Linked DNA regions of Pan troglodytes: region 1 is linked to region 2. A link is a contact called in public Hi-C data. All regions are on one chromosome and are shown on one strand. The core of a region is the stretch at or near the end of the contact, and the rest is flanking DNA. Distances in the headings are between cores, read along the strand shown. Region 1 overlaps TENM2 (teneurin transmembrane protein 2). Region 2 overlaps TENM2 (teneurin transmembrane protein 2).

What was found. Hi-C and Micro-C count contacts between places; a contact is called where the count stands out from the background.
Region 1: a contact with region 2 is called in a Hi-C map of stem cell-derived neural progenitor cells, with 4 times the contacts expected there. The contact joins two enhancer-like sites. A contact is called at or near these places in 4 of 7 Hi-C or Micro-C datasets (blood, induced pluripotent stem cells and stem cell-derived neural progenitor cells) and 1 of 1 datasets of contacts at active chromatin or transcription factors (stem cell-derived excitatory neurons).

Annotation. Positions count from the first base shown.
Region 1 is chr4:165,889,181-165,894,681 of NHGRI_mPanTro3-v2.0_pri, forward strand. TENM2 (teneurin transmembrane protein 2) reads left to right here. Exons shown (of 40, transcript XM_054685276.2): 33 at 976-1,130; 34 at 2,333-3,207. Among named protein-coding and RNA genes, the nearest start is that of WWC1, 73 kb to the right of the region's middle. Within about 2 kb of position 4,146, at least 6 of the 24 cell types and tissues checked have an H3K27ac peak or open chromatin away from gene starts, as enhancers often do. A contact at or near this core is called in stem cell-derived neural progenitor cells, where this site is marked.
Region 2 is chr4:165,246,859-165,252,009 of NHGRI_mPanTro3-v2.0_pri, forward strand. All of the region lies in intron 14 of TENM2 (teneurin transmembrane protein 2), which reads left to right. Among named protein-coding and RNA genes, the nearest start is that of WWC1, 720 kb to the right of the region's middle. Within about 2 kb of position 1,558, at least 11 of the 24 cell types and tissues checked have an H3K27ac peak or open chromatin away from gene starts, as enhancers often do. A contact at or near this core is called in stem cell-derived neural progenitor cells, where this site is marked.

The DNA of each region.
Region 1 (5,501 bases), core at 2,896-5,395, 640 kb after region 2:
GAGGAAATCCTGGCTCCATGGGCCACAGTGCCAGCTGTGTGGGCTGGAGACAGAACAAAGCCCAGCGAGGGGCCTCTGGCCACGCCCAGACTTCCGTGGTAGACAGCAAATGTGTATGAAGTCGAAAGTGCAGTGCCTCACATGTTGTAAATGCCCAATAAATGGTAGTAATTAAGAATGGGTATAATTTCCAGGGGTCCAGGATGGAGGAGTTCTGGGAACCCATGGGTCTCTATTTGAAAAGGACTAAAAATACTTAACATTAAGGAGCAGTCATCTGAGAGTCCAATTCCTGTTAGCATTTTTAGCTACTGTGAAAGCAGCAGGGCAGCATGGATTAAGGAGGCAAAGCCTTGTACTTGGGCACTGGGGCAAAGACACAAAATAAATAGAAGCCATATCTGTGCCTTTCCAGCCCTGCTGCAACAGGGGAATGCTAGGCCCCAGTGTCCCCCTGGGGCATTGAAGTGCTGATTGGAGTCAAGCTTAACTGGGAATACTTCCTGAAGCATACACCTTGAATTAGGAATTTGTAACTACAAGAATCATCGTTTCTCAGCATTACTGCTGCAATCGGTTGTGAAGTATATTCAAGTAACTTACTACTAATAATGTTTAGGGTAATGAACTTAGGAAATAACTTCTTTTCTAAGGAGAGCAGATGCAAAGTTATTTCCTGCTTCATTCATTTGCGGCCTTGGTTCATTTGCAGTCCAAGGAGCATGCTTTCGTCAGTTGCAGGGAAGAGGGTGGTGATATAGCCAGCACCCTAGGAACTATACAAATCCCAGCACAGTGCCCATGGGACAGGATCTTGCGTTAGAAGGCTGAGAACCACTGCTCCGAGGGTACTAATCAATTCCAGTAAGGTCTCTGGTCTAAGCAGAGTGCTCAGCAAGGCATCTCATCTCCCACCTCCACCCCACAATCCTACACCTTTCCAAGAGATAAATCCACACCGCTTGTCTTGCTCAGGTATTGCAGTAGACAAGAATGGGCTCATGTACTTTGTCGATGCCACCATGATCCGGAAGGTTGACCAGAATGGAATCATCTCCACCCTGCTGGGCTCCAATGACCTCACTGCCGTCCGGCCGCTGAGCTGTGACTCCAGCATGGATGTAGCCCAGGTGAGACTCTTTCTTATTTCTCTTCACTAAGCAACACCTGCCCCTTGGCCTGAGGTTCTTACCTGTTTCCTGTTTGGTTTGGAAGTGGAATGGGAGGGAGAGATACAGATACAGATCACAGGGTTGTTTGGAGAAAGCCTGAGATGAGCTAAACAGTAAGATGGAGTGGAAAATGTCAGATAGGTATGAGAGAGAGAGAGAGAGCAAGAGAGAGGGAAAACTGTTGAGAAAAGTGGAACTGGTGACACACTCCAGCCGTGGCAGATTACAGGGTAGAAGCTGCTGTGTAATTACCTCCCTTCTCCATCATTATTGCAGGTTTGAGAATGTACTGTACAGTGTTATATGTCAATCAGAACTTTCCCGTTAATCTGAAATGATTGCATCCTCACTATATAAACCTTTACTTTGTGCAGTAGTAACTAGAGCAGAGCCCTCTACAATATCACCCAAAGTGTGTGTTTAGTTTGGGCTGTTAGAGAGGCAGAGAACAGAGGCTCACTCAAATGTACAGCATTTGTTCTCAGACAGCCTGGAATATATGTTCAGCCTTTCTATAACGGCCTTTTCAACCCTTGGCCAGCCTCATAAATTTCAGCTCAAGTTCCACAACAGACAACTTGCTACTGAGATTTTTATTTCAAATTCCGTAGAGGAAGAATGCGTTTGGTTCAGTTTATTTTTTAAAGCAGACACTCAAGTTGTAGTTTGCTGGCGAGCCTGCACTTTGGCTCCCCTTGGATCAGAGCCATCTTCCAAGTCACATGGCTCCTTTTTGTGAATTAGATACAGGTGCCGCCTCTAAATGTACATAGCTTCCATAGGCGTCTGCTTGGAGAGCAGAGTATGGGCTGGATGGCATGGTCTCTTGTGCAGTGAACTACCTGTGCAACCATATGTAACAGCTCTGATGCTGGTCCAGCCATCTGAAGCTGAGAAGCAGCATCATAGGTAGAGCTGATGGCCTGTTCTGGTCATGGCAGGTGACACGGTAGAAAATATATATTATATTATCTCTTCTTCTCCATCACACCCACTCATCATGGGCAATGAGCAGCTGGTTCAATGAAGAGCATTTCTAATACAATGTGTTATTAAAAAGCTGTCTTTTTTCCTAGATATATAAAACCAGTAAGTGCCCTACAGTTAAACGTTGGACATATTAAAGGCTGTTCTTTAATCTGATACCACGTCATCCACAGGTTCGTCTGGAGTGGCCAACAGACCTTGCTGTCAATCCCATGGATAACTCCTTGTATGTTCTAGAGAACAATGTCATCCTTCGAATCACCGAGAACCACCAAGTCAGCATCATTGCGGGACGCCCCATGCACTGCCAAGTTCCTGGCATTGACTACTCACTCAGCAAACTAGCCATTCACTCTGCCCTGGAGTCAGCCAGTGCCATTGCCATTTCTCACACTGGGGTCCTCTACATCACTGAGACAGATGAGAAGAAGATTAACCGTCTACGCCAGGTAACAACCAACGGGGAGATCTGCCTTTTAGCTGGGGCAGCCTCGGACTGCGACTGCAAAAACGATGTCAATTGCAACTGCTATTCAGGAGATGATGCCTACGCGACTGATGCCATCTTGAATTCCCCATCATCCTTAGCTGTAGCTCCAGATGGTACCATCTACATTGCAGACCTTGGAAATATTCGGATCAGGGCGGTCAGCAAGAACAAGCCTGTTCTTAATGCCTTCAACCAGTATGAGGCTGCATCCCCCGGAGAGCAGGAGTTATATGTCTTCAACGCTGATGGCATCCACCAATACACTGTGAGCCTGGTGACAGGGGAGTACTTGTACAATTTCACATATAGTACTGACAATGATGTCACTGAATTGATTGACAATAATGGGAATTCCCTGAAGATCCGTCGGGACAGCAGTGGCATGCCCCGTCACCTGCTCATGCCTGACAACCAGATCATCACCCTCACCGTGGGCACCAATGGAGGCCTCAAAGTCGTGTCCACACAGAACCTGGAGCTTGGTCTCATGACCTATGATGGGAACACTGGGCTCCTGGCCACCAAGAGCGATGAAACAGGATGGACGACTTTCTATGAGTAAGTGGGTTTGTAAAGCATCTCTGAAGAGCCCTTCCCTTGCCCTAGCTGGCATTAGGACTGGGTCGTTTGTGTAGCTTTTTAAATTGCTTTGTCACGTTGTCTTTCTAACTTTAATGATGTCTTATGGCCTCAAGATATTCATGTCCCCTCTCCCTGACTCTGAAATGATTTGCTCTAATGGATCTCTGATATTGAGCATCCTCCCTACTAGAGTTGGGAATTCCTGTTGCCTGCTTGCTGTTCAAATTTCAGGATATTGGACATGCACAGCACCTGGGAGGTAAAATGTTGATTAACTTTGCTGATTATTCAAGTTTGCCATGGGTGCGGAAATTAGAACCTAAAAGGCAAGATCCCAGTGGGGCTCCTGTGATTTGCCAATAGGTCCAGCAACACACTTGACTGCACAGACAGGTAGATAAACTCTGAATTTCCTCCTTAGCAGAAGCAGATCGATACAGATAAAGCATTAGGTATATTAAAAGATGCGAGAGCTGGTCATATTTCCCCTAACAATTATCTCATACTTAATAGTCCTGACGCTTGTTTTGCAAAAAGCTGTTTTTCCTAGCTCCTGCAGGCAGCTCTTGGTCAAAGTGTCTGCTGCTGTAGGTACTAATGGTGGGATGCTGGTTGGAGGAAGTTACTAGGCATGATTCTCCCAGTGGCTGGCTGAGACTGGAGCAGAATTTATAAATATCTGGCTCTCCTAGGTGATGAAGGAGTGTGTTAACCCCTGTGTACTTGGAGTCCTTGCTTGTGTTTTGTCTGGATGCTGCTGCTAGCTGAGAATGTAGTAAGTTAGGGAGAGTTGGCACAGCAAAAAAAAAAAAGGAGGGGGGGGACAAGAGGGAGAACAGAAAACCTCATTGTTGATCATTCCTAAACCCAGCAATGTTTACTTCCTGTTTGTATGCCAATGGTCTTGGGAGAATGTAAAAGGAAGCTGTTGCCACCTGCTGGATATTTAGTGCATTGCAGAAGAATTGCTTTCCCTGGTTCTGACTTTCTTCTTTGGGCAACTCTTTCTCAAGCACCTTAATGATGCTTGAGATTTCTGAAGCATCTTAATACCCTTCAGGACACTGTAGTTTTGATCAAACTTTACCAGCCAGTGATTCTGCCCTCGAGGGTACCATCTGAGTGCTGTCCTTGGCTCTCATACCGAATTAGGCTGAAGCTATACACTCACCCAAACACCTCCGAGATTTTCATCTTCCTTTCTGACAGTTTCAACCAAAGACCTAATGCATTTCAGAAACAATTTGTTGGCTCTCCTGAAAGAGGGGGAAAAAACATCCGTCTCAGGGAGGCCAGCCTGAACTGGGCCTGGTTTACAGACTGTCATAAAGAAGCTTGGGTTCAAGTGCATCCACAGATCTGAACTCTAAAAGGGAAAGTATTTTCCAGAAAGTGTCCCTAGTTTAATGAAAACATAGGCATGACTCGTAATTGTGTTTTAAAATGTTCAGAAGTTACATTGAAACTGAATTTTTTTATCTTAATTTGATAAGCTGCCCTTTTTTTCATAATGTAGATAAATCCAGTGATCACAAATTCTCCATTGTGGGGTTCAAATGTATAGGGTTTTCTTTTCTACCTGAAAAGATGGTGAGTTCTTTTTGTTTTATGGCACTTTTGGCACATGATCAGCCAATTGGAAGACACACAGCCAACTTAAAAATCAGACATAACTTCACCTCCTGTCAGGGCAGTGTGGTCAAGACCAACACTGCATAGCCTTAGCCAAAACTTTAGAGAAAGGGTGATGAAGAAAACCACACAGAGGCTGTGAGGCTACTAGAAAAGTCTGTCCTGGTCGGGAGCGATGCCTCATGCCTGTAATTTCTGCACTTTGGGAGGCTAAGGCAGGAGGATCACTGGAGGCCAGCAGTTTGAGACCAGCCTGGCCAACATGGAAAAACCTCATCTCTACTGAAAATACAAAAGTTAGCCAAGTGTGGTGGTGCATACTTATAGTCTCAGCTACTTAGGAGGCAAAGGCATGAAAATCACTTGAACTCAGGAGGTGGAGGTTGCAGTGAGTTGAGATCACGCAGCTGTACTCCAGCCTGGGCGACAGAGCAACACTCTGTCTCAAAAAAAAAAGAAAAAGAAAGAAAGAAAATGATTTGTCCTTCAGTGAGAGCTTCCTTAGGGGGATTCCTCTCTTCCCACTCTGTTACGGGGGGCAGAGTACAAATCCCCCTATAGGTGAGAAGAGTGGCCATATCTTTTTTTTCTGCATAGAACATGAGGTAGAGAAGCCATTTATCTGCCGTGTTGTCACA
Region 2 (5,151 bases), core at 308-2,807:
GAGGTGGGGATTACTTCTTTATTTGGGTCCAAGGGAAAAACATACCCTCCTATTGGCAAACCATGAAGAGTATGACACTTCGAGTTTAACAAGATTAAGCAATCCCTCTTTGGGCACAGCAATGTGGCCAGTGTGGGGGAAGAGAGTGTTATTCTTCTTGGACCATTTCTCATTCTATATCTGGTGGCTTACATAGGAATTCCAAATTGCAAGATGCCTAGGGTCCGGGGATATGTTGTTGGGACATAAGATAGTTGAAATGGTTGTGTACTTGGGTTTTTCTATTTTTTATGTTTCTAAAATGATAATTGTTATAAGTAGGGCACATAGAATTTACTTTCGGATATTGGAATTGCTTAATTTCGAAGAGATGGCCAGTCAAAAGCTTGGGCATCTCCTCTTCCTGTTCACTTACTACTGTTTTAGCTCTGCTTACCATGAAAGATAAGCAGTCATTTTCACCAATAACTTATACCAAATAGTTGACCTTGGAACCAGCAATTTACATTCTTATAAAAGAGGTCACTTAGGGAATTTAACTGTGTAATCCTAGCCCCCATGTGGTAGGAGATGAGTAGAAATGGAACAAAGTTGGTGACACACCATTTGAAACAATTTGAATTGGGAAATCATTTCTTTTCGACTTCGTGTCAAAAATGGAACCTTCTTTAAAATGGTACAGGAAGGGAGAAGGATGCAGTAAAAGTCTGTAGCAATAGTGACTCAAAAACTCTGTTCCAGGACTCACGAAAGCAATCCTGTTGTCACATTTGGAGGGAAACCAGAAATAATTTAGGTTTTTCACTTTCCTAATAGCTTCTTTTCCAATACCTTTCCTTCAGACACCATGCCCTCCCTTTTATTTTGCCTTTATTAATGAAAACTAATGAAGAGAAACACCGTTTAAACTTGAACTAGGAAACACAGGTTTTGTAGTGCTAATATTTTGGTGTGGGCTCTTTTTTTTTTTCTTTAAGACAATTATCAAGACGAAGCATTTGTTTCTTCTTTTGTTTACCCATGGCAGTTTGTCAGCAGTTATGATAAGTAGAGTTCCATCTGCCAGTAAAACTACATTGCAAATTGCCGTAGAAATTAGCAGCTTTCATTTTTGCCTACATAAATAAATATGCGAAATAAATTGCACATAAATGCATCCTAAAAAATCACAGGTATACCACACAGTTAAATGCCAATCAGACAAACCCAGAGACACACTGCGATTATCTCAGTTTTCAAACCTGGGAGATACACGAATGTGTTTCTAAATGAGAGAGGCAGTGTATCATGCTCGCTGAGATAAAAACAGAAGCTGCCAGACACTGCACTGTGGCTTTATTCTGAGAATCCTTTGCCTGAAACCCGCTCTATCTTTTCTTGATGTTCTCTGTCTCTCTCTCTCTCTCTCTCCCCCTCTCCCCCTCTCTCTCTCTCTGCTTCTCTCCCTCTCTCCTCGCTGTCTTTCCCTCGCTCATTGTTCTCTCTCTCCTCCTGCCTTTGATGCACATACGTTGTCACAATTCATTGACTCTCCTCTCTTCTCTGTTCTTACACTCAAGCCTAGCGGTGCTTTCGCCAGGCAGCAGCAGCCTCTCCTGCGAGTTTTAGGCATGTATGCAGCTCAGTTTGATCGAGCGTTCCTTTTCTGCCTTTTCACTCTTACAAAAGATTAAAAGGTGGCGTCACATTGCTCCCCTGTTCCTTCCCGCAGGAGGGACTTAAAAGGGACAACAAAAACTAATCACTTTCAATAAGCATTTTCTTGCTGGAAAAAAAAAAAAAAACAAGAAAAGAAAAAAAAAGAAAGAAAAAAAAAGGCGGGGGGTGGACTTAGCAGTGTAATTTGAGACCGGTGGTAAGGATTGGAGCGAGCTAGAGATGCTGCACGCTGCTAACAAGGGAAGGAAGCCTTCAGCTGAGGCAGGTAAGCGCCGATCGGAGGGTTTGACCGAGTGGCTTAGTTAAATCTCTGTTTTCACCGTTTTGTAATTGAGAAAGGCATCCGCAGCAGAAGCCGATTTTTCAGTCGGCTTCCTTTTGTTTAACATAGAAAGTACCTGTATTAATTTTGATGAATTAGAGCATGCAGCAAATTCAATTGAAAATAGATTTGTATAGTAAATGCATTTATACTGGATGATTTCTTCTCCGTTTTATTTAAGGAGAGAGATGAGAAAGATGATTTTGATCAGAATAGCCCTTTGCATTACGTTAAATTCTAAACAGCTAACGGAAAGAAAAATAATCCAATTGATACTGCTTTTGAACTCCGGGACTTAAACCCTAGGAGACAGCTGGCATTTGAAATTTTTCTTCTAACTGAACTTCTGATGTGTTATAATAATTTTTCACTGGAGGTTTTAGCAAGGGTAGAGTTTATTTAAGTCGAGCTACTGGGGTTTGTTTGGCTTGGATCTTGTGGGTGAAGCGCTTCTTATATCTCCTTAACCTGTGTCAGGTTGATGGTTCATAAATAGAGATTAAGTGTTGTCCCAAATGAAATATGAAGTTAAAACATCAGGTTAGGGCATGTTGTAGAAAGGGATCTGGTAAATAATTAGGAGAACTGAATTATGACAGTTTGAAATGGGAGTTAACTCTGGAGGTGCTGTTTGATAAACCTTTCTAGATTCTAAGCGGCTCAATAATGGAGGGGCTGATTACCAGTCTCGAGTCGGAACTTTGCATCAGGATCCTAAATGTGGAATACATATGGATTTTCATTGTAGGTAGCTTTTAGAAATATGTCCCTTTTGTGTGCTATGAATGAGAGTTGTGGATTATATTTGATGGCATGTCTCCTTTAAAGAGCTTTGGGGTGAAGCTTGAAAGGCTCATATCTATTTTAACATTGAACAAACACAAAATGCATGATCTCCCAGCACTTGATTTTTGTTGCTACTTCTGTTGTTTTAAAGTTTTGATTATGTGTTTTTAACCTCAGTCTTTGTTGAGTCTGTGTTCATTGCTTCTGCTGCTAAAATGTATTGCTGACATGAATAAACTGAGATTTGAGAAAGCAAAAAAAAAAAAAAAAAAAACCCAAACCCACCTCTGATTAGCCAAGTTTCTAATTAAGGATAACAGAAATCCCGATTATATCTAAGATTTTACCTAAAAGATAGCATAGAATGTTTAAAATTCATTTTTAAATGTTTTTATGAGAAAATCTGAATATTAAAAGTACAAAATCCAGTTAAAAGAATCCTCCTCTGGAATGATATATACAAGGGTGACTTCAGTACCTGTACTAGGTTTGGTCCTAGAAAGAACTGCACTACTATGGCATTGTTGATTTCAGCGGCCACGGAAGGGAGGATATTTTATGTATTTGTCTGGAGATAAGATTTTTTCTTCCCAAGTTTCCAAACCGAACTTGCTCCTCAATATCATACCCTGGCATATCTCGCGTTTTCCAGACCATCTGATGGCATCTTGTGGGTGCAGCCTATGAATCCAATTTTATGAGGACATCAGAAACTGCTGAGTAGTGGGGAGTAGAGACCAAATGGACTGTGGGTCTGATCATACTTCATCATCCAGAGATAATCTCTGGTGGAAGTTCCCTAAGAAGCCCCTGATACAGGTTGGGGAGGCTTAATTTTTCCTCATGGTTGAAAGAATAGGGAAAGATGTAGACAAGAGAAAAAGACACTGCTGTCGAATGTTTGATGCAATCGTGCTGGTGGTAGCATAGTGAGTTTTTAAAATCGCATCACATGTAATTTTTTTTCAGCTTAAGAAACTTTGCAGAATCTTGAAGTAGCTTTTCTCAAATTCAATCTCGTTTTTTTTTTCTACATCGTTTTTTCCTGCATGAAATTTTTCTCTGACTCCAGCTATACCTAACTATTGAAAGCTGTTATTCTGCTGCTGATAATGATGATTATTTCTCAAATAAGTGGCAAGTGTTGAAGGGATGGGCCAAGAGAAGTATGTTGTCTGTATCATATATGCTTTGCTTTTATTTATGAAAATGACTTCTTCCAGGTGAGGCAATGATAAATTTGAAGTTGCGACTTGGCTATTTGCCTCGTCAAACAACTGTCCTTTCCTTAAAGAACAAAATAGAACTAAAGTAAGCAGAAATAATTTCATTGTAAACTGGATTGTAGTTCAGCATGTACTTTTTAGGCAGATGGTAATCAAAGCTATCCTTACTCAAACTATTTGATTCATATAAATAGCATTTTTCTGAATTTTCCAGTAGATGTTGCTGGAGAGCAAAGAAAAGAGCATTTTTTTTTTTTTTTTTTTACAGGAAGAAAAGAAATGCAGTAGACTTATAAAAGCCAAGGAAAAAGATTCTTCTCCCCAAACTCTGCTGATAGCATTTTGCATAATTTGCTAATTAATGAATTATATTGAATCATTACCGTTTATGATGTTCTATAGAAAGCTATTAAAACTTGAGTTCGATTTTAAAATTATGAGATTGTTCTCTTTAGTCCCTATATATAATGTCTGTTTGCTGTTTTCCGTTTTTAAAAAATCAACTTAACTGCACATTACTATTCAGAACATTTCATCCCTGAATGCTAAAACCCTTTAACATGCAAATATGATGTCAGAGGAAGAACTGAAATAGAATACCCTGAGAAGAGTAATGATCAAACGCATTATAAAAATATGCACCAGTTGCCAACATGTAATGAAATATTAAGAAATTAAAAGCATGCAACCTCTAAAGTAATAGAATTTCATTGCTCTGAGACTGTTTTCCCACTGAATATTAAGTGCTTAATAGATCTACCCGTAAAAAACAATCGAAAACCTACATGATTTGTCACTGAAGTTCTTTCATTATATGATTTTGAAAAATTAGCCCAATAGGATTTTCCTCAGAATAGGAAATGTAATTAACATTGGATATTAAGTGTCAGATTTCCAAAGCAAAAGCTATAAGGCTTGGTGGAGAAAATAGGAACGCAGAGAGCAAACATAAGCACTAGAAACTGAGGGGACCCACGCTGGAACTACTCTGCTTGTAATCACTGTGATAAAATGACAAAGACGTCCCAGAGGAGCCCAGGAATCTCGTACCCAGACACGAACTGATGCAATTTCAGGACCAATGACCTCTATCTATGGGAGTATTTATTTTTGGAAACGATCAATTAACTGATTTCAATAGTGAAAGGGAAGTGTATA